Regions from separate parts of the Mus musculus genome. Here all the other regions are linked to region 6. The links are chromatin contacts, called in public ChIA-PET, HiChIP or PLAC-seq and promoter capture Hi-C maps. All regions are on one chromosome and are shown on one strand. The core of a region is the stretch at or near the end of the contact, and the rest is flanking DNA. Distances in the headings are between cores, read along the strand shown. Region 1 overlaps Atp2a2 (ATPase, Ca++ transporting, cardiac muscle, slow twitch 2). Region 2 holds the start of Vps29 (VPS29 retromer complex component). Region 3 holds the start of Psmd9 (proteasome (prosome, macropain) 26S subunit, non-ATPase, 9). Region 4 holds the start of Arpc3 (actin related protein 2/3 complex, subunit 3). Region 5 holds the start of Pptc7 (PTC7 protein phosphatase homolog). Region 6 holds the start of Camkk2 (calcium/calmodulin-dependent protein kinase kinase 2, beta). Region 7 holds the start of Anapc7 (anaphase promoting complex subunit 7).

Region 1 (2,700 bases), core at 71-2,570, 320 kb after region 6:
CAATATAAGCAGATGTCCAGTCTCCTTAGTTCTACCTTTCTGTGATATGACTCTTTAAGCTTGCATGGCTGTTTTTGTATTTTCTTGGTAAAGTATTTGACACAGCTACTGCTCTGTCCCGTTTCCTCCTGCATCAGTGCCTCTGCCTAGAGCTGTGCCACATGGGTGGTATCTGAATCAACTGCACCTTCCCTTTCAGACTGGTGATGGTGTGAATGATGCTCCTGCTCTGAAGAAATCTGAAATCGGGATTGCCATGGGCTCAGGGACTGCAGTGGCTAAGACTGCTTCTGAGATGGTCCTGGCAGATGACAACTTCTCCACCATTGTGGCTGCTGTTGAGGAGGGGCGAGCCATCTACAACAACATGAAGCAGTTCATCCGCTACCTCATCTCATCCAACGTGGGGGAAGTGGTCTGGTGGGTGTCTGACTGGAACTAAACAGTATCTTTCAAGGCTGGGGCCAGGGTGTTGAGCTTTCTCAGATTGCTGCTTCTGTTAGGACAAATTTGGTTGTTGGCTTGAGAGGAGAGAAATCTCATGGGACTTGTCTGCAGCTGACCAGTGGTGCAGAAAATATTCTTAAAATGGTAGTTTAAAATCATAAAAGTCTTGGTCCTCTAATAAAGTTTCATATGAACTTAGATTAGATGTTGTCTGATGCTCCTGGCTTGGGGAGATAAGCTATTTCCATAGTTCCAAAACTCACTGAGTTTTTTCTCTTCTTCCCTTGGATGGAAACAGTATCTTCCTGACGGCAGCCCTTGGGTTTCCTGAGGCTTTAATTCCTGTCCAGTTACTCTGGGTCAATCTGGTGACAGATGGTCTGCCTGCCACTGCGCTGGGGTTCAATCCTCCAGACCTGGACATCATGAACAAACCCCCCCGGAACCCAAAAGAACCACTGATCAGCGGGTGGCTCTTTTTCCGTTACCTGGCTATTGGCTGTAAGTACAGTTGTTGTTTGTGTGGAAGGATGCTGTGTGCAGTGCAGGTCACCCACTGAAAGCCTCTGTTGAACAAGCATCCTGTCCTTCCTTGGGTTATAGAGAAGCAACAGTTAGACATCAGGCTTTTTATATTTTCCCCTTGCTCAGAGTGATGCAAATACCAAGGCATGCCAGAGCCCTTCCCTGTTGCGAGCGCCAGGCTGAGACTTGAATGGGTTATTACCAACTAGGGGACAAGAAGAGTCCACTAGCAGAGGCTAATGCCGTTCTTTGTCATAGTTCAGTTTAAAGAGCATACAATCTAGAGTGGCTGCCAGTTCCTCTGGCCTTCACAGTATCTCGTGGACCAGCTGCCCTTTGGGCAAATAAAAATTTCCATTCCCTGTCTTTTAAACTAGTGCCCTCGTGCACCACTGTAATTCCAGGTTAGCTGTGTGCTCTGCTGTTGGTTAGGTGATTGACCGTGGATAAACCAGTCTCAGCTTTGCAAATTTCCTGAAATTGATGAGGAATGGCCTCTGCCTTAGACCTAACTCTGGTGCTGAGGGGTGGGGGCCAGCATTGTAATGGCAGTTCTTTGAAAGGGTTCTGCTTGGCCATACCTGGAACAGTGCAGTTACCTAGTGTCCAACAAGGTCACCTCCGTTTGCCTATAGACTGGTGTGACTTGGTTTCCTCAGTTCCTTGTGTGTTCTGTCTGCTGGGATGGATGGGCCTGACCTCCACCTGTTGTCTGAAGCCTATACTTGCTCTTTAGCTCTGTGGCACCTAGTGCAGGGCGTGGGCTGGGGTCAGCAGGAACATTTCCTCACAAACTCTAGAGACATTGCCTATTTCCTTTTTAGACCAGAAACGCCCTGTCTGTAGTCAGCTGCTCTGGCCAGTGTGGTAACCTGCAGCTTTGTTTCTAGGTTATGTTGGCGCTGCCACCGTGGGTGCTGCTGCATGGTGGTTCATCGCTGCTGACGGCGGTCCAAGAGTCTCCTTCTACCAGCTGGTATTTAGCCACTTTTTTTTAAAGCCCTGTGTAGTAGAGTGAATTCTTGTAACCTTTGGTCTTTTTCTGTGGTTTGGGGTCAGATAGTTGCCTCAGGTAGCTCTAAGACCCAGGGCTTCTGCCGAGCTGTATTCCGTATTGGTGTTGGGCCTTGAACTCAGTGTGGAATTGGCATCTACATTTGGGAAGTACTCCCGGCTGATGGAATGTTTGGACTTTGTTGCAGAGTCATTTCCTACAGTGTAAGGAGGACAACCCAGACTTCGATGGAGTGGATTGTGCAATCTTTGAGTCCCCATATCCAATGACAATGGCACTTTCTGTTCTAGTAACCATAGAGATGTGTAATGCCCTCAACAGGTTAGTGGATCTTGTAGGCTATGGTCCTAGGGTTTATGAGAAAATCATGGCTGATAGCTCTTCCCTCACAAAAAATGACATAGTTTTAAGCTATTGTTCCCCAGGAAACAGTGGGGGTTGTCCCCATCATGGGTTCCTGATGCGGCAGGGTGTATGAATGGGACCAGCAATCCAGACTATGCCTGTACCCTAGAGAGTGGAGCACAAGAAGTTCCATCTAACCAAGCCACTGATGGACACAAGTTTCCAAATGGCTCTACCTTGGGTCATCACCAGCAGCTTTGAGCCTGCTGAGATGGGCCTGCTGCACCAAAGCCTCCAGCTCCCCGCACTGGGGAAAGCAGGCCTTTAGAGTTAGTTAGGTCAGCAGGCAGTAGCATCACTAAACCCTT
Region 2 (2,700 bases), core at 172-2,671, 430 kb after region 6:
CCTCAAAACGACTTCAGAGACATGAATATGCAATCATTCCAGCAAATTCTTCTTCCTTGCAAGTGTCTCCAAATTGCCATCAAAGAACTAGTCTACTTTAAACTGGAGTCTAAAGCAAAATAATTCTCTTTTAGATGCCAAAATCCAGTGAATTTAAGCATATACCTTTGGAACGGCTTATAAAGCCACCTTTTTTTTTTTCTTTTCCATTTTTTATTAGGTATTTATCTCATTTACATTTCCAATGCTATACCAAAAGGCCCCCGTAGCCACCCACCCCCACTCCCATACCCACCCACTCCCCCTTTTTGGCCCTAGCGTTCCCCTGTACTGGGGCATATAAAGTTTGCATGTCCAATGGGCCTCTCTTTCCAGTGATGGCCGACTAGGCCATCTTTTGATACATATGCAGCTAGAGTCAAGAGCTCCGGGGTACTGGTTAGTTCATAATGTTGTTCCACCTATAGGGTTGCAGATCCCTTTAGCTCCTTGGATACTTTCTCTAGCTCCTCCATTGGGAGCCCTGTGATCCATCCATTAGCTGACTGTGAGCATCCACTTCTGTGTTTGCTAGGCCACCTTTTTAAAAGGTTGTCTGCACAAGGATAATCTGTGAAAAACGCAACGCGTGCCCAGCAGCCAGTGAGGTGCCTTCACTTTAACCTTCATCAGGACAAACAGCAGTCCCCCCCCCCAACTTTAGAGAGCAAAGAGTGCCTTCGAAAATCGGATTACAAGGACGTGTCTGCACAGAAAAGTCGTAGGGACAGCAATCTATTGGGGGGGACGGGCCTAAAGGTCTGATGCAGACTGGGTAAGCTAAGGCTCTCCGAACAACCCCGCGCATCTCCGCAGGCTCCAAACGATCCCCACGACATCGCTCAATGGGGCCGCAGCGGCCACAGGAGACGAGCAGTCCCCTTTCCGGGTCCCCGTCCGGAGTGGCGGCCAGTGCGACGGCTACTTCGCGCTCTGCCCCGAGGCCGGCTACCCCCAGCAAGCCGGGAAGGACCAGGAGGGAAGAGACGTGCGGTCACACCGACTGCCGGAGCCGATCTCGTGACCGGGTCCGGCCGCCGGGTCCGCCTCGCACGCCCTCTGGCCGCTGGGGCGAGGGGGCGACATCAGGCCGAGCCGCACCCTCAACCAGCCGCGGTCCTCCCGTTCCAACTCCGCGGCCACCCGGATCCTCCTCGCGCCCCCACCCCACTCCCTCAACCGGACGCCGCAGCATCCCGGCCCCACCCGGGTAGCAGCCGCCGTGGGGCTCACCATCCTGTCACCAGGGCTCCGTTCAATCACCACGAACGCCGCCGCCCTCTTCCTCAGGCTCCTCGGTCGACCCGCCCACTTCTTCCGCCACCAATGAGACGCGAAGTTGGCAAGAGCCTGTCTTACGGGGGCCCGTAAGGGTCATTTCCCGTCAAGGGAAAAAAAAAAAAAACCCGGCGCTGCAAGAAATCGCTCGTGGGCGGGGCAAAGGAAAGGCTGAGCTCGCGGAAAGTGCGGGGGCAACATCCGGGCACCCGCGGCTGGCGCGCTTGCGCCCTCCATGCCTGCTCTGCCCGTAGCCATGCTGAAGTGCGGGATGACGGGCGGCCAGGTGAAAGGTGGAGCGGCCATTCTTGCTTTGCTACTTAGAAGAGGGAAAAGTCTAACGCCTCGTGCAGGGTTTATCCATCGTCTTCTTCGGCCTCCTCCGCCATTCTTCGCCACGACTGAAGCTGCCATAGCGCGCCTCGCGAGGGCCATGCTGGGCTTCGAAGAGCATGCCAGCCCCGTTCCATTTGATTTATGTCCAGGGTTTAATTCGGTGACCGAGAAAAGAATTGTGCCATTGGGCCTTAAACTCGGATTGAGGAGGGCTGATGTGGAGAGAATTCAAGGGGGGAAATAATACTTGACCAGCAAAAGTATTTTTGAGCTGTGGGAAAACCAACCTGCTGCTTTATTCGACATTCTGCCGGAGACATTTTTTTTATTGTTGTTGGGTTTTGTTTTTGTTTTAATATATAATCTCGAACAATCCTCTCTGTCCCTCAGTCGAAAAATGAGACTAATATTAGCCCCTTCGTTGATAGAGGTTGTTAGAAGCATGGGCTAAATAAAAAGTCCATGTAGTGAGATCAGAAATTAGAAAGACTGTGTGGAGAACTGTATAATACATAGCCTTATAAGGGGGGTGGGATGCTTGGGCTGGGGACCGGGTTTGTGTGTAGACAGACCAAAGAAGGGCCAGTGTACCATCCCCCTTCAGAGGTTGGGAGAACTCAAAATGAATGAGAGCATTAGCACGGAAATTGGCTTGCAGGAGAAATAATGTTGAATTTTATGTCGATGCATATTTATTGAAGTCTTACTGTGTATGTAGGTAAGGGTATACGGCATTTCCTAATGTAAATTAGTCTATAAAACGCTGTGTGGATCGGCTGAGTAGTTTAACTCCCAGGTGTATCTTGACCAAAAAGTTCAGTGTAATCACTTAACGGGAAATTGTTCGGACATATTCAGGAAAAAAGGATTTCAAACCACTGTTTCCAGCTCTGTGGCATCACATACAATTAGGACACCGTGTGGTGAATTCCTGTCATGGTGCCTCCTCTCATAGTGATGCACTTTGCTAAGGCTTGACACAGCATCAAAGTTGAGATCGTTATAGTCTAACAACATGTTAACCTAGCCTAGCATGTTGGAAGCCAA
Region 3 (2,700 bases), core at 170-2,669, 450 kb before region 6:
AACTTACACAGTAGTAAATTCTGGATCTCAACTCCAGTCCTTATGATGGCCAGTGCCTTTAAACCACTGAGCCATCTCTCCAGCCCCTGACTCCGCCCCTTTGAGCTTCAGGGACACAAGTTAACAATACTGCTGTGACAGTTTCCTGGCACAGCACACATACAAGATAGTACCTTTCAGGCACATGGTCAGCACCTACCTGGCCTGTAGAACCTCTATATGACACCGTCATCTGGCACCCATCACCCAGATGTCATTGTGCCCAGCAATGAGTGTGATTTAGCCTCCCCTTCCTCTATACACTGACTTGGGGTTTTATGAAAAATATATCTGCTTAGGAGGTAAACAGATCACAGAGCCAACCATTCCCCCTTCCTAACTGGGCAAGCATTGGCTCCACTCTGGCCCTGTTTCCCCTTTTACAGTAAAGACAATGTGCTTAATCTGGCTCCACTTAAAAGAGCAATTAGCAGAGGTGAGGGTTTTCTTAAAATCCAGAGTCTTTTCCCTATCCCAATTAGAGTCTGCATTTCATTTTTACTTTTCTTTTTTGTTTTTTTTTTTTTTTTTTTTTTTTGGTTTTTTTTTGAGACAAGGTCTAATATAACCCAGGACAGCCTCGAGCTTACTATGTAGGCAAGAATAACCCTCAAGTCCTGATCCCCCTGCCTCCACTCTCTAAACGCTGGGCTTAAATAGGGATGCCTCCCCTGGCTACAACGTGCATTTTAACAAGATGCCCAATTAATTCTCCCAGTTGACATTTATAAAGTCCTAAAGAAAAGCGGGTGGCGAGGCCAAACCTGGTAATGTCACCTACAGAAAGTGACAGTAGCGATTATCACTATGCCTCAGCAAATAGTCTATCCTTGCGACCGAGGCAGTTTCACTAAGGCCTATATCATGGTTGCACAGGCCCGCGATTCCCGCACTCAGAAAGATGAAGCAGGAGGATCACGAGTTCGAAGCCAGCTTAGGGGCTGCGTTAAAAACAAACAAACAAAAAACTTTAAAATGCAAAGTTAATGCTTCCGAAAATGAAAATTAATCCCACGTAAAGAAAAAATGCTTAAAGGGGCGTGTGGCACGCAGCAAAGACCCCCTCTAGGACACTGCTTGGCAGCGACCCCGAGCCTCGTCCGCAGGCCTCCCCGCCACACTCACGCTCTCCAGGACGTCGTAATTAGCCTTGATCTCCGCCTCGATCTCCTCCTTGCGTCGCATCAGATCCTGGATGTCGCTGACCGCGGCCGCACGGGCCTCGGAGGACTCTGCCCGGTGCGGAACGTCTTCACCCGACATCGCGGACCTCAAGCTAGAGTTCTGGGTTTCCCGGCTACGGACGCCAGCCGAGGCTGAGGCTACGGGTCCTCCCCGGGGCCAAAACAGCTCAGCCAACGCGCAAGTACGGAAACAGATGAAGGGTGGAGCTTGGAAGTGGGCGGGGTCACCGGCTAGATAGACCACGTGGTTTTCAGATGACCCGGTAGAGATAAATAGGCCCATAGAGGACATAGGTATTTACTCCCACTTTATCCTGACTCATTTCCACTTTTCTTGTTCATTCCTTTCTTTTTCATTCTGTCCCCGTCCCTCCATCCGTCCGTTTCCCCACCCCCCCACCCCACCCCGTTTTTCAAGACAGGGTTTCTCTGTGTATCCCTGGCTGTCCTGGAACTCACTCTGTAGACCAGGCTGGCCTCAAACTCAGAAATCCTCCTGCCTCTGCTCCCAAGTGCTGGGATTAAAGCCACCACATCTGGCTTACACTTTTTTTCATTCACTCATCTGAAGGCTGAGTAAACTGGATACCAGCTGTATAAATGTAAGAGGATCCAGTCTTGCCAACCTTGACACTTCAGTTCTTAACATCTACGAAGCCCCTGAGTGTTTGAAAGAGGCTTTCAAGCGATTTGTTTTTTGTTTTCTGTTTCTTTTCTTTTTCTTTTTCCAGACAAGATTTACTGCATCTCAGGCAGGCCTCTAACTCATTGTGTAGATGAAGGCGACCTTGAAGCTCTCCCCAAGTTTTTAGAATATTCTATTTCTTATTGTCATGATCACAGACACCCTCTAACCCCCCACTCCCATTCTATCCATTTCGCACCTCCCTCAACCTATCCTCATCAAAACTTCAAGACCTTTTTTTTTTTCCTTCTTTATAACCTAGTGTGCCCAGTGCCTTTGAGCATCTGATACTCCATCTGCTCCCTCCACAGGCAGGGATTACAGGCATGTACCACCAGGTATGGTTTATGAAATATTGGGGATCAGGAACACTCTACCAACTCAGCTATATCCCCAGCCACTTTCGGGCTGGGGATCCTCATGGTACAACCTATGTTCAAAGTTGGACCATTAACACCGACTATATATATTCCATGTGACCTTAAATAATTTCACCTTCTGCTCTCTGACCTTATTGTGTGACACTAACAGTAATATCTCTCGCTCTTTTTTTTCATTTTTATTTACTAATTTATTCCCTTTGGATCCTGATCAGAGTACACACACCCTAGCAACGTGTCTCTTAAGGGTGTCCAAGTATTTATTGACTTTCACCTCTGTCACGAGGTGCTGGTGTAACAGGCCCCCAGACCTTAGTACAACCGACTCCATAAAGAAAGTACCACTCAGGCTGGAAAACACAGCACACAGACAGCACCACCTGCCAAAACTAAAACAAAGCCGGAAGCCATC
Region 4 (2,700 bases), core at 199-2,698, 390 kb after region 6:
TGTGTGTGTGTGTGTGTGTGTAGTGTTCATGTTCACGTGTGTGCATATGTGTGCATGTAGGTATGTATGCTCATATCCACAGGTGGAGGCCATAGGTCTGTTTCTTAACTGCTTTCCACTTTATTTTTGAGACAAGGAGCCTCAGGGAACTCTACACATCCCCAGCTCCGAAACTGCAGACACGCTTTGCATGCCCTCCCCCCGCCCCTTCTGTTTTACTTGGGTGCTAAGCATCCAGACTCAGGTCCTCTCATTTGTACCACTGAGACACCTCCTCAGCCCCTACTATCTCTCTCTATATATATATTTATTTCCTGTGACATCGTCTTTCATTGAACCCAGAACTTGCTTATTTTTGGCTGGGCTGGCTGGCCAATAAGCCAGAAGATCTGCCTGTCCTTTGCCTCCCCAGAGCTGGGGTCACAGGCATGAGCTGCTGTACCTTGTGACCCCACCTCCTGCATGCAAGCCTCTTTTTTTTTTTTTTTCTTCCCCCATTTCTTGGGAGACAGGCTTTGCAGTTCTGTAGCCCAGGATGGCCTAGAACTCACTACATAGTCCACATTGGCCTGAACTTTGCCATCCTCCTGCCTCGGTATTGGGATGAGCGATAACTGAGCGATAGGGGTAGGCTAACTGCCATCTATCTGTTTTCGTCACAGCAGTTGTTAAGATAGGAAACTACTTCCTATGTGCATTTGCATGGTTACTGTCTACCCGTTAAACTGTGAGCTCCTTGAGTGGCCCTTAGTCGCTGCTGTCAACAATGCTGGCTTCACAGCGAGAGGTCAGTAACACTGGTTCAGTGTGGGTGCACGCTATTCAAGCGTCCCTTCGCTAAGCTGCAATCGGCATCAATTTCCTCCCACTCGGATGCACACGAAAAAGGAAACCAGCGCTGGCTCGGTGGTGGTCAGGGAGTCGGGTGGGAGTCAGAGCAGGGAGACGGAGGAAGGGGTCCATCAGGGAAGTGAGGTCTGACAGGTGACTAGGTAGCAGGCCGATCCCACTCCCTGGGGTGGAGGAGGAAGTGGAAATGACAAGGGGGAAATTTAAAAAAAAAAAAAAAAAAAAGGAGAAGCTGGACCTTAGACTTAAAAATAAATTAAAAGCCAGCCATCGTTCTTAGGTTCGAGGCTCTAGGGTGGGATCTGGGAACACGGCAGGGTTAGGGGGGAAGCGGCGGGGCAGGCGAGCCGGTGTTGGAGGCAAAGGCTGGAGATCAGGGCGGACGCTTCCTCTCTCCCCGGCCTTATGACACAGATCTCCTGCCACCCCTCGGACCCTCGCCCCGCTCGGCTCCCCGCCCCTGGGGCTCGAATGCTTACCGGCATCTTGACGGTGTCCGGATTCGATCCAGAGAAGCCGAACTCAGAAAGCGTTTCCGACGACCGAGCCTGGGTGGAGTGGGCGGAAGTAAGCCGGAAGAGGCGGGCGGAAGGAATAAACGCACTTCCGGTGACTTGCTCCGGCTGCGCTGACCGCAAGTGACGCCAGGGGGCGCGTCAGCGTGAGGCGATGACCGTGGCGCATGCATAAAGCACGTTCAGAATAAAAGGCTGGATTTTGAAATTGAAGACTCCCTCGCAAGTGGTTAATAATCAGCTCCCGGTTTTGTTTTTTGGGTTTTTTTTCTCATTTCCCGGCTTCAGCTTCAAATCCAGTACCACTCAGTCGCCTGATTTACCCTTCTGCTATGTCTAGTTTTTTACTTTTTTTTTTTTTTTTTTGGTTTTTCGAGACAGGGTTTCTCTGTGTAGCCCTGGCTGTCCTGGAACTCACTCTGTAGACCAGGCTGGCCTCTAACTCAGAAATCCGCCTGCCTCTGCCTCCCGAGTGCCGGGATTAAAGGCGTGCGCCACCACACCTGGCTTAGTTTTGTACTTTTACCACAATGCAAGGTGGGGGACATCAGTTCTCACTTTCCACCGTGATACTCTCGGAACCAACACAGTCTTCAGAAACACCTACACCCTGAGCCGTCTTGGCGGCCAATATTTTTTATTTTTCAATTTTTTCTTTGCTAAGAGTCGCATGAAGTCCAGGCTGGCATATACATATAAATGAATATGAACTGATCTGCACCCACTTGTGTTCAGGAATTACAGATATGTGCCCATCACTCCTGTTATTTTTATTTATTTTTCTTGCTTAGTTTTATGATGCCGACGGTGGTGTCTATCTTCCTTGTCATGTTAAGACAGTCAGGGACCACCACAGGGGTAAAGGAAAGAAAAGTCCTGAGCCTACCCCTTTGACCTGTCTGTCACCCACTAAATGTGTATATCATTTCTACTCTTTCAACAAGGTATGGTGTATGTCTTCCCAGATCATGGCAAGGACTAAGTGGTCATGAAAACCAAGCATATTATAAGGGCCTGAGTGATGCCACATGTCTGAGGGGATGACTACAAACCCACCACTGACACCCATCATATATGTATGTAAGTATGTATTTTGCCTCTCTGGGTAGCCCTGGCTAGTCTGAAACTTGCTTTGTAGACCAGGCTGGCCTTGAACTCTTGAGATCCACCTGCCTTGCCTCCCAAGTACTGAGACTGAGGGGATATGTAACCACCATACCCAGCCAACCACTTTTTGTTTTTGGACAAGGTATTAACTATGTAGCCCAGGCTGGTCTCTACAATGTCTGGCTTATACTCCCTGTTCTTTGTATGACTGCTGAGGAGCCAGGTCCTG
Region 5 (2,700 bases), core at 94-2,593, 500 kb after region 6:
CTTGTGCATTTGTTTAGGCCTTTGGACAGCTCTCTCTCTCTCTCTCTCTCTCTCTCTCTCTTTCTCTCTCTCTCCTCTCTCTCTCTCTCTCTCCTCTAGTAACTGGGATAGATCTTAGGAAGCACCTGTGGCCTAAAAAGCTGTGACCGAGTCTCACAGCCTTTTTGGCTGCAGCCTACAAGCAGGTCCAGCCATTCTATTTTGGGTCAAGGAGACCTTTCTGCCACCCCCAAGTGACCTCAAGTAGACAAGCTGGGTTAGGGAGAAAGCACTGCTAGAATTTCTAACCAGGCCAGCAGTCCACCCACAACCCCACGGCCCTTCCCGAAAAGGATGGCAATCCGAGGACGGTCCAGGCAGCGGGAAGAACCCACGACGGGGGGCTGTGGGCTCCCCGCCGTCTGTCTTCGGGTCTGCTCCCGGATCCCGCAGCTGGGACCGGGCCGTGGCGTCAGGAGCTCGCCAAGAAGCAGGGATTCCCGGGGCGCCAAGAGGGAGGAGGGAGTGAGGCAAAGCGAGGTTAGCAGCCTGCAGGTGTCGCCGAACGAGGAGGACGAGGTCGCGTGGGGGCTGTGACTAAGAAGAGTGCGCGGTTCTGCACCGGGACGGACTGGACACATTCCCAAGGCGGTGACCTTGGGCACGTGGCTCCACCGCTCTGTCCCTCAGTTTCCCCATTTCTAAAGTGTGGGGATGGGGAGGGAGGGATCGTGAGGCAGAAAACGCATCTCGGGGCGCTCGGCAAGGCGCTGCGCTGCGCTCAGCGGAGGAAGCAGGGAAGACTCGCACTCCGGAGTCCCCAGGAGGCCGACTTGGGGCCGGGGGACTCACCCAGGACGTCGGCCGAGCGGTGGCGGGCCACGAAACACGCGTCGTCCCCGTAGCACGCGCCCTTCTTGAGCAGGCCCTTACGGAAGTCCTTGCCGAAGCCGCAGCCCGCCGTCACCAACCCGTAGTCGCCGCTGCTGCCACCACCGCCGCCGCCGCCGCCGCCCGCCCTGGGGTCGGTCTGCGACAGGCCGCCGAGCACGGCACGGGCCACCAGGCGTCCATACGACAAGACCGAGAACATCGCCGCCGCCGCCCCCCCGAGGAGGCGCGGGGCCCGGGGCGCCGGAGGACGCCGAGGCCCGGAGCCGGCTCTCTCCTCCGCCGCAGCCGCGCCGCCGGGGCGTTCCTCAGGGCGGCGCGCACTGGCCACTGCCGCCCCTGCCCGCCGCACGGGGCCTCGCACACGCTCTACCGCACGCACTGGAGCCAGAGCGAGGTCAGAGCCGGCGGCTCCTCCGCCTCAACCACACTGGGGTCCCGGCTGCAGCCGCCGCCGCCGCCGCCATCTTCCGCTCCACTAGCGTGTTCCGGGCCGCGCCGGCAGCGCCGCCCCCTCTCCGACCCCGCCCCGGCCCCGCCCCCTCTCCGCGGCTCAGGTCCAAGCCCCGCCCCCTCGGACTCGCAGCCCTATGTAGTCACCGGAATCGAGCGTGCGCAAAGGGTGTGGGCGCAGTGTCTCCTGGAAGTCGTAGTTAAGAGTTATAGTCGCTTTGGTCTTGGCTACCTGTGATCCAGGAGTTAGATTTACCAGAGGACTGTAAATTATTGAGAATGACCGGTAGACTGGGTTGTTGGGGGTTTTTTTTGGGGGGGAATTAGAATGGGTGTCCTGTTTTGATTTTTTTTCTCTCTCACCACCTTTTTTTTTCCCTCTTCTGATTTTTTTGAGATAGAGTTTCATCAAGCACAGGCTGACCTCAGACTCGCTCTGTCACCAAGGTTGGCCTTGGATTCCTTCTGATCTTGCCTACAGCTTCTCAAGTTCAAGGATTACAAATTATGTGCCACTATATCTTGTTTAACAGTTTCTTCCATACACACCACATACACACACCCTCTCTCTATATATATTCCTTTACATAACTGTAAGAAACCAAGATTGGGATTCTACACCATCTAGTATACTGGGTGAGAAACGGCAATCCTAACATTTCCATTATTCCTGTGTCTTGAAAGCCCCAGATCTAGTACCCTAGATCCTAAGTTTGACAGTCAACCTGGCCAAGCAGGTCTTTTTCCTGCCTCTGATTTGGAGGCCTTCAGAAACTGTGGAGGGCTGAGAGAACTGCCAAGATGAGGCCTCTTTCTCCAGCCACAGCTGCCTTCTCTTTTCAAGAGGGTCATCCCTTGGCAGAAAGAAGGGGTCAGGCATGATGGCCTATAGCTCTAATCCCTGGCAGTTAGGAGGCAGAGGTAGGCAGATCTGTGAACATGAGGCCAGCCTGATCTACATAGTGAGTTACAGGTCAGTTAAGGTTACATAGACACCCTGTCTCAAAAAAGAAAGAAAGAAAGAAAGAAAGAAAGAAAGAAAGAAAGAAAGAAAGAAAGAAAGAAAGAAAGAGAGAGAGAAAGAGAGAGAAAGAAAGAAAGAAGAGAGAGGGAGATAAAGAAGAGAGGGGGCACTTTCTATTTTATTTTTTCTAAAACTCTTGGCCTATTTGAACAAAGATCAAACAGCCTTCCCCAAATATTAACAATTGTAAGTTATTTCCCTAAGAAATTATTTCAGTTGAGTAACAGCAAAGACTCTTTATCATCATCATCGTCATTACTGTTCTTTTTTTTTTTTTTTAAGATTTATTTATTATTATATCTAAGTACACTGTAACTGTCTTCAGACACACCAGAAGAGGGCGTCAGATCTCA
Region 6 (2,700 bases), core at 153-2,652:
TGTGTCCATAAGCATACACCGTGTGGAGGTCATAGAACATGTCCCTCTTGAAATCAGAGCATCTGTGCTTGCCTCTGCACCCGTCCCTTACTGGAGAGAGGCTATTATCCACCCTCTAGGGAAGAAATGGGGAGAGTCATTAGACCCTCACCTGAGATTACAGTTGCTCCCGCCTCTCCTCCTGTGCAGACCTCCAACAGCACCTGGCCCCGGGAGATGCTAGAGAATATAAAGGGGTGGGTAAACGAAGGAGACACTCCTTCTGGCAGGTCACTGTCCATGCTGGAGATGAGTAAGCCCAATAAACCCATTGGTTCACCAAGCTGGGCTTGGATGTTTTTGATCTGTTGTCGGCGCCCTATTTTGGGTGAATAGGCATTTGTTCATGTCTCCTCAGGAAGTCAGTCAAGAGTGGGGCTTAAAAAGACACGCAAACTGTGCATGATACTGTCTCCTGCAGCTTGCTGTCTTACGCTACATGTTTTTGTTTTCCTTTTCCTGTGGGGGTACAAATAGATCTAACAGTCCTTTTAACTATTGTGTACTATTCCACTTCGTCTCGCTCCAGTTGCTACTACTAACAAATAAATGGAAGAGCGCTTAGCAGTATCAGAGGTGGTCATCTCATTAGAACGCTCATTGAGTTTATTTGTCCGGTCCTGGGGACTGTTTGTGAGTGCCCAGCCTAGAAATATGGCAATAATTTATTGAGGGCTGAAAATCGACCCAGTTGACAAAGAGCTTTGAATTCTTAGTGAATTTGACATCTCAACCCTTTGGCTGCCGGCAGAAACATGCATGCAGACAGCCACTGGTGAACATCCGAGTCTGAGTTCACCGGCCCCCCACATCCAAGGCCACCGGGTGAGCGAGCCCTTGAAATACCCTTTTTTTTCTCCGTTGTTACCCAACTGGGAGACTAAATATTTTAAGGCTCCAGCAAAGTAAACCGTCAAAAAGGGGAAGAATGTTTGGTCAGTCTTGTGGAGAGACCTAGAACTTCGCTGGGCTGTTCAGAGTGAGTGATGCATTTTAGGGCGAGCCTGCAGCAGTGGTCAGAGGGGTGGTGGCTGCGGAAGGGTTTCCCCATAATGGGCGTTGCCCCGAAATCCAGGGAGGGAACCGCCAGACGGCTCCTGGGTTTTCCCCCGTCGCCTTTGGGGGAACTTCTCCACGCTCAGGGACAAAGCGGCGTGGAGCATCTCGCAGGAACCGAGACCCACTCCCAAACTTGCGGCCTGTTCGCCCCTGCGCGAGTCGGGCCTCGCTTCCTGTCGCCTCCTTCCCCCCACCCCCCCTCCCGCCTCCACCTCCGCCCCGCCGCTACTTAAGTCTCCGCGGGACCCGGCGCGCGCGGCCGAGGCTGCGGCGGGCACGCGCGCTCCACGCCGGGTCCTTGGCCAATCAGCAAGGAGCCCGAGGCGCCGCCGCGCCGCGCGCGAGCCGAAGCCCGGGCGGCTCCTCCCGTGGAGAGCCGAACCGGACCGAGCCGAGCCGAGCCAAGCCGAGCCAAGCCGAGCCGGGGGCGCAGAGCGCGGGAGGCGGCGGCGCGGAGCCCAGGTGAGCTGGCCCGAGGCGGGCCGGGCTGAGTCGGGGGTGGGTGGGGGAGGGACGCAACCTCCCCGTGGGTCTTTGGGTCCCGGACGCGCGCGGGAGCCGGCAGACACAGCCCAGAGGCGGGCCCCGAGGGGACCCCACGTGCGCCGCCCCGCGCCCCGCCACGTGGAGGGCTGCGCCCCCTTTCCCCCTGGCCTCCGGAGCCGGGCGGCGCTTGGGGTCCGGCGGCAGGAGCCGGCCAGGAGTTCCGCACCAAGGTCCGCCGGCCAGGGCGGTCCCGGATCCCAGCGATGGCCTAGGCCACCCCTGGCGCTTGACAGGTGCGGAACCTGAGCGCGCGGGAGCGTCCCACCTCCGCAGGCTGCCAGGCACGGGGAGGACCCTGGTCCTAGGGGCTTGGACCCGAGTCTGCCCTCTGATCACCCCGACCTCACAGGCCGACTTGATCCTTTTGACCTAAATTTACCTCTGGGCTGCAGCGCGCGATGCATAAAGAGTGCCTGCCGGCTCCCTCTGGCACAGCCCTGGGGTGGTGGTGCCCCGCTATCACCGGGGCTATGCCAGGGTTCTCCCCACCCCCTGAATGCCCAGTTTGGGAAACGGGGTGTTTTCACAGCTCTGTCAGCCTCCTCCCCGGCTGCTCTCACTTGGAGATGAAGAGGTGGCACTTTGCAGGGGGATGGAGCAGGGGGTGGAGGACATCTCAGGTGCCATGGGCAAACAGCCTCCTGATCTGGGGGTGGGTGGGTCATGCTCCGCATTCATTACCCTAGATGCAACTTTTACCTTCCTCAACCTCCTCTGTGATGTTCCCCCAGTCCTGGAGTAGAAACTTCAGGTGCCCTGGGGCATTAATGATGTCTTTTACTCCTCCTCCTGACTCTGCCCCCACAGGACCTAGAGGAGGATTGCTCTGCCTCCCCACAGCTCCTTTGTTCTTTGGAAGTGGCAGGGGCTGCCGCTGTTCCCAAACCCACAGAAACTGCGGTTTCAGAATAGATCGTGCTATCAGTGTACAGAAGCAGCTTCAGTTTGCCCGATCCCCCTCCTTGTACACTCTACTGCTGTACACTTCATCAAAAATGTCATATGCCGGGCCATGGTGGCATACACTTTTAATCCCAGCACTCGGGAGGCAGAGGC
Region 7 (2,700 bases), core at 41-2,540, 360 kb after region 6:
TCATAGACAGATCCACTCGCTCCTCTATGTTCTCCAGGGTGTGATCTTGGTCGACCTACTGGACCTCCCTGTAATAAACACATTTCCTTAGCATTTTTTTTTGTTTTGTTTTGTTTTGAGACAAGGTTTCTCTGTGTAGCCCTGGCTGTCCTGGAACTCACTCTGTACACCAGGCTGGCCTCGAACTCAGAAATCCGCCTGCCTCTGCCTCCCAAGTGCTGGGACTAAAGGCATGCGCCACCACTGCCCGGCTCAGGCAGCGGTTCTAAAGTGAAGCCACCGGTGCCAATGCTTGCTCTGAGAGCGCTCGGGCAGGAGGAGAAATTAGAGAAAAGGAATGACTAGGTTGACTTGCGGAGCCACGTCGAAGAGTGAGCAATGATGGGGAAATTTTTAAGCAAGGCCCTTACAGGCAATTCAAGCCTACAACTGTCCCGGGCTTCCTTTGAGACGCAGTAAACCCGGCTAGATAGAACTGTCACTCCATCGGTAGTGTTTTGCCTAGCACGCCTGAAATCCCTGGTTCGATCCCCAAGGTCCACACGCACACTGAGAGCATGGTGGGGGTGTAAAACACCAGTTAACCCCCCCCCCCCAGCTTCTGGGAGGCGTAGGCAGGAGGGTAAGAAGGTCAAGGTCTTCCTTGACTACACACACACACACACACAGCCTGGGGCAGGCTAGCCTGGGCTACAGGAGACCCCTGTTTGTAAACACAACCACACAAAACCAGTCACTCCCCGGCGGCAATGTCGGGCCTTACATTAGACTGCCAGGGTTCCTTTTAAATTAAAAAAAGGCGCCACCGCGCCCGCCACCGATGCTCTCAGTCTCGGAAAGTGGGGTCCCCTCCCTCCGCTGGGGTGGCACCCCCACGGCTGACACTCGGTGGACTGGGTCCCCGGGACTCAGGGGACTTCGTCGTTCTGGAAGGAGCCAGAACTCCGAGGCCACCGAGGCCGGATCCCGCGCAGCCCTCCGCGGGACCACACCGTCCCCCCGCCACCGCCAACCCCGGCTCCCGGGACCGCCACCTCCCCGCCTCTCCAACTCACGGGTTGTTGTTACTCATGGTGAGCAGCAGGCTGCTGAGGAGCCGCACGTTGGAGTGCAGTCCCGCAGCCGCCATGTCCCGCACGTGGTCTATCACACTCATCCTGCCCGGCAACACCGTGGCCCCCGGCGACACCGCGGCACCGGCAGCGGCGGACAGAACTCCCGGGAACCGAGAGCAGAGGCTCGGGGAAAGTTCCAAAATGGAGACGGCGCCGGGGTCCTTCCGGTCCAGACGCGGCTCCGCCCCCCGAAGATGGAGGTAGCCACGGACGTGCCTGAGTAAAAAGAAGCAGCGGCGAAAGGGTTTTCTCCATCATCATCATCTTCAAAGCCATCCCAGTAGGAATCGTAGTTTTGCTGCGCTAAAGACAGCCTGAGAGGAATGGATGCCTCGCGGAGGCTAGTAACAATGCACAGGAGTTCATCCTAAACACAGCGGAGGCGGAAAACGGACAGTTAAAAATTGAATTTTCGAATCAGGCGCGCAAGGGCTGGCTTTCTCCAACTACGGGAGCGTCCTAGGCGAAGGTGGCACGCCCCCCTCTCCTGGCGACTCTTGTCCCTGTCACTGGGAATAGATTCCTTGGTGCAAGGCATGGCTTGCCCGTCCAAGTGACCCGCTAGATCCAAGTGCGAAGAAAAGATAGTTACAGGGATGAGCTGGATCTCTGATCGCCCCACTGTCAACATCTCAAGCCTTTACGAACTCGTTACTGCATTGCATATTCACAAATCGCAATGCTGAAGCCATTTCCATAGAGGGAGAGAGCCGCCTCAGAAATTAAAACTGCATGCTCTTGCAGGGGAATTCGGTTCCTAGCACCTACCTGGTGGCTCACAACAGTCTGAAAGGCCAGCTCCAGGGCATCCGACTCCTTCCTCTGGCGTCTATGGGCACATACATGCATGTGGTGCACAGACATACACACTCAGGCATGCAGATACTCATAAAAATACATTGAAACAAACAAACAAACAAACAACAACAACTTGGATCTGGAGAGATGGCTCAGTGGTTAAGAGCACCGACTGCTATACCAGAGATCCTGAGTTCAATTCTCAGCAACCGCATGGTTGCTCAAAACCACATTTAATGGGATCTGATGCCCTCTTCTGGTGTGTCTGAAGAGAGCAATGGTGTACTCATATTCAATAAATAAATAACAACGTTGGCAGGGGGTGGTTTAATTCTAGCACTTGGGAGTTGGGCCGATCTCTGTGAGTTAAAGATTAGCCTGGTTTATAGGGTGAGTTCCAGGACAGCTAGGGATACGCAGAGAAACCCTGTTTGAAAACGCTTAAAACAAACAAACAAACAAACAAACAAATAAGTACTTTGAATTGTCAGTCCTTCTTTGCCGACAAGGAAACCAAAACTTTCAAATGTTGAAGCTGGGCAGCCTGAGAGTAAAACCACTTATCAGCAAGGCTAGTTTTGTAAATTCAATCCCCTGTGTGGGAGGAGAGACCTGACTCCTTCACGTTGTCCTCTGAGACAGCCGCATGTGCCTCTCACTCGCACAAAATAAATAACTACATGCAATTAAAATGTAAACAACTGAAGCTGTTTGCTTAAATTTGAGATTCAAGGCCATTTTTTAAAAAAGATTTAGTTATTTATTTTATGTATATGAGTATACACTG

Evidence for each region. Promoter capture Hi-C pulls out the DNA fragments that hold promoters and counts their contacts. ChIA-PET counts read pairs in DNA pulled down with a chosen protein or histone mark. HiChIP or PLAC-seq counts read pairs in DNA pulled down with a chosen protein or histone mark. Capture Hi-C pulls out chosen DNA fragments and counts their contacts.
Region 1: a promoter capture Hi-C map of liver shows a contact between it and region 6, with 2.2 times the contacts expected there. The contact joins the enhancer-like site here to the promoter of Camkk2 in region 6. A contact is called at or near these places in 7 of 39 promoter capture datasets (the C10 cell line, the HPC-7 cell line, HPC-7-derived erythroid cells and 4 more), 1 of 15 datasets of contacts at CTCF or cohesin (the NIH/3T3 cell line), 10 of 484 Hi-C or Micro-C datasets (B cells, LSK cells, bone marrow-derived macrophages and 6 more), 12 of 115 datasets of contacts at active chromatin or transcription factors (bone marrow-derived macrophages, effector CD8 T cells, embryonic forebrain and 6 more) and 4 of 9 other capture datasets (embryonic stem cells, liver, macrophages and 1 more).
Region 2: an RNA polymerase II ChIA-PET map of memory CD8 T cells shows a contact between it and region 6, with 23 read pairs. The contact joins the promoter of Vps29 here to the promoter of Camkk2 in region 6. A contact is called at or near these places in 13 of 39 promoter capture datasets (the 3T3-L1 cell line, the HPC-7 cell line, the SN4741 cell line and 8 more), 5 of 115 datasets of contacts at active chromatin or transcription factors (the NIH/3T3 cell line, bone marrow-derived macrophages, craniofacial prominence and 2 more) and 2 of 9 other capture datasets (adipose tissue and liver).
Region 3: a contact with region 6 is called in a promoter capture Hi-C map of pancreatic islet. The contact joins the promoter of Psmd9 here to the promoter of Camkk2 in region 6. A contact is called at or near these places in 1 of 39 promoter capture datasets (pre-B cells) and 1 of 9 other capture datasets (pancreatic islet).
Region 4: a contact with region 6 is called in an H3K27ac HiChIP or PLAC-seq map of microglia, with 7 times the contacts expected there. The contact joins the promoter of Arpc3 here to the promoter of Camkk2 in region 6. A contact is called at or near these places in 9 of 39 promoter capture datasets (the C10 cell line, the HPC-7 cell line, cranial neural crest and 6 more), 2 of 15 datasets of contacts at CTCF or cohesin (the NIH/3T3 cell line and embryonic stem cells), 3 of 484 Hi-C or Micro-C datasets (B cells, the N1E-115 cell line and embryonic stem cells), 18 of 115 datasets of contacts at active chromatin or transcription factors (the 230-238 cell line, the SCID.adh cell line, T-cell acute lymphoblastic leukemia and 12 more) and 5 of 9 other capture datasets (adipose tissue, embryonic stem cells, liver and 2 more).
Region 5: a contact with region 6 is called in a promoter capture Hi-C map of liver, with 2.2 times the contacts expected there. The contact joins the promoter of Pptc7 here to the promoter of Camkk2 in region 6. A contact is called at or near these places in 2 of 39 promoter capture datasets (liver and pre-B cells), 2 of 484 Hi-C or Micro-C datasets (embryonic stem cells and olfactory sensory neurons), 3 of 115 datasets of contacts at active chromatin or transcription factors (bone marrow-derived macrophages, embryonic stem cells and large pre-B cells) and 1 of 9 other capture datasets (liver).
Region 7: a contact with region 6 is called in an H3K27ac HiChIP or PLAC-seq map of embryonic stem cells, with 4 times the contacts expected there. The contact joins the promoter of Anapc7 here to the promoter of Camkk2 in region 6. A contact is called at or near these places in 6 of 39 promoter capture datasets (the 3T3-L1 cell line, embryonic stem cells, hematopoietic stem and progenitor cells and 2 more), 1 of 15 datasets of contacts at CTCF or cohesin (the NIH/3T3 cell line), 3 of 484 Hi-C or Micro-C datasets (the N1E-115 cell line and embryonic stem cells), 25 of 115 datasets of contacts at active chromatin or transcription factors (the NIH/3T3 cell line, the SCID.adh cell line, T-cell acute lymphoblastic leukemia and 14 more) and 5 of 9 other capture datasets (adipose tissue, embryonic stem cells, liver and 2 more).

Annotation. Positions count from the first base shown.
Region 1 is chr5:122,457,696-122,460,395 of GRCm38.p6, reverse strand. Atp2a2 (ATPase, Ca++ transporting, cardiac muscle, slow twitch 2) reads left to right here. Exons shown (of 20, transcript NM_001110140.3): 15 at 200-420; 16 at 746-948; 17 at 1,863-1,948; 18 at 2,175-2,308. Among named protein-coding and RNA genes, the nearest start is that of Anapc7, 37 kb to the right of the region's middle. Within about 2 kb of position 1,320, at least 14 of the 459 cell types and tissues checked have an H3K27ac peak or open chromatin away from gene starts, as enhancers often do. A contact at or near this core is called in liver, where this site is marked.
Region 2 is chr5:122,353,049-122,355,748 of GRCm38.p6, reverse strand. Vps29 (VPS29 retromer complex component) reads right to left here and starts at 1,421. Exons shown (of 4, transcript NM_019780.2): 1 at 1,273-1,421. The coding sequence starts at 1,275. Rad9b (RAD9 checkpoint clamp component B) reads left to right here and starts at 1,544. Exons shown (of 13, transcript NM_001382853.1): 1 at 1,544-1,610. The coding sequence starts at 1,574.
Region 3 is chr5:123,226,909-123,229,608 of GRCm38.p6, reverse strand. It overlaps Psmd9 (proteasome (prosome, macropain) 26S subunit, non-ATPase, 9), which reads right to left and starts at 1,419. Exons shown (of 6, transcript NM_026000.2): 1 at 1,165-1,419. The coding sequence starts at 1,302.
Region 4 is chr5:122,390,626-122,393,325 of GRCm38.p6, reverse strand. It overlaps Arpc3 (actin related protein 2/3 complex, subunit 3), which reads right to left and starts at 1,448. Exons shown (of 7, transcript NM_019824.4): 1 at 1,329-1,448. The coding sequence starts at 1,334. It overlaps Gm32853 (a long non-coding RNA gene), which reads left to right and starts at 15. Exons shown (of 4, transcript XR_387695.4): 1 at 15-787; 2 at 2,330-2,444.
Region 5 is chr5:122,283,041-122,285,740 of GRCm38.p6, reverse strand. Pptc7 (PTC7 protein phosphatase homolog) reads right to left here and starts at 1,343. Exons shown (of 6, transcript NM_177242.4): 1 at 832-1,343. The coding sequence starts at 1,072.
Region 6 is chr5:122,778,112-122,780,811 of GRCm38.p6, reverse strand. It overlaps Camkk2 (calcium/calmodulin-dependent protein kinase kinase 2, beta), which reads left to right and starts at 1,402. Exons shown (of 17, transcript NM_001199676.1): 1 at 1,402-1,560.
Region 7 is chr5:122,421,034-122,423,733 of GRCm38.p6, reverse strand. Anapc7 (anaphase promoting complex subunit 7) reads right to left here and starts at 1,290. Exons shown (of 11, transcript NM_019805.4): 1 at 1,056-1,290. The coding sequence starts at 1,156.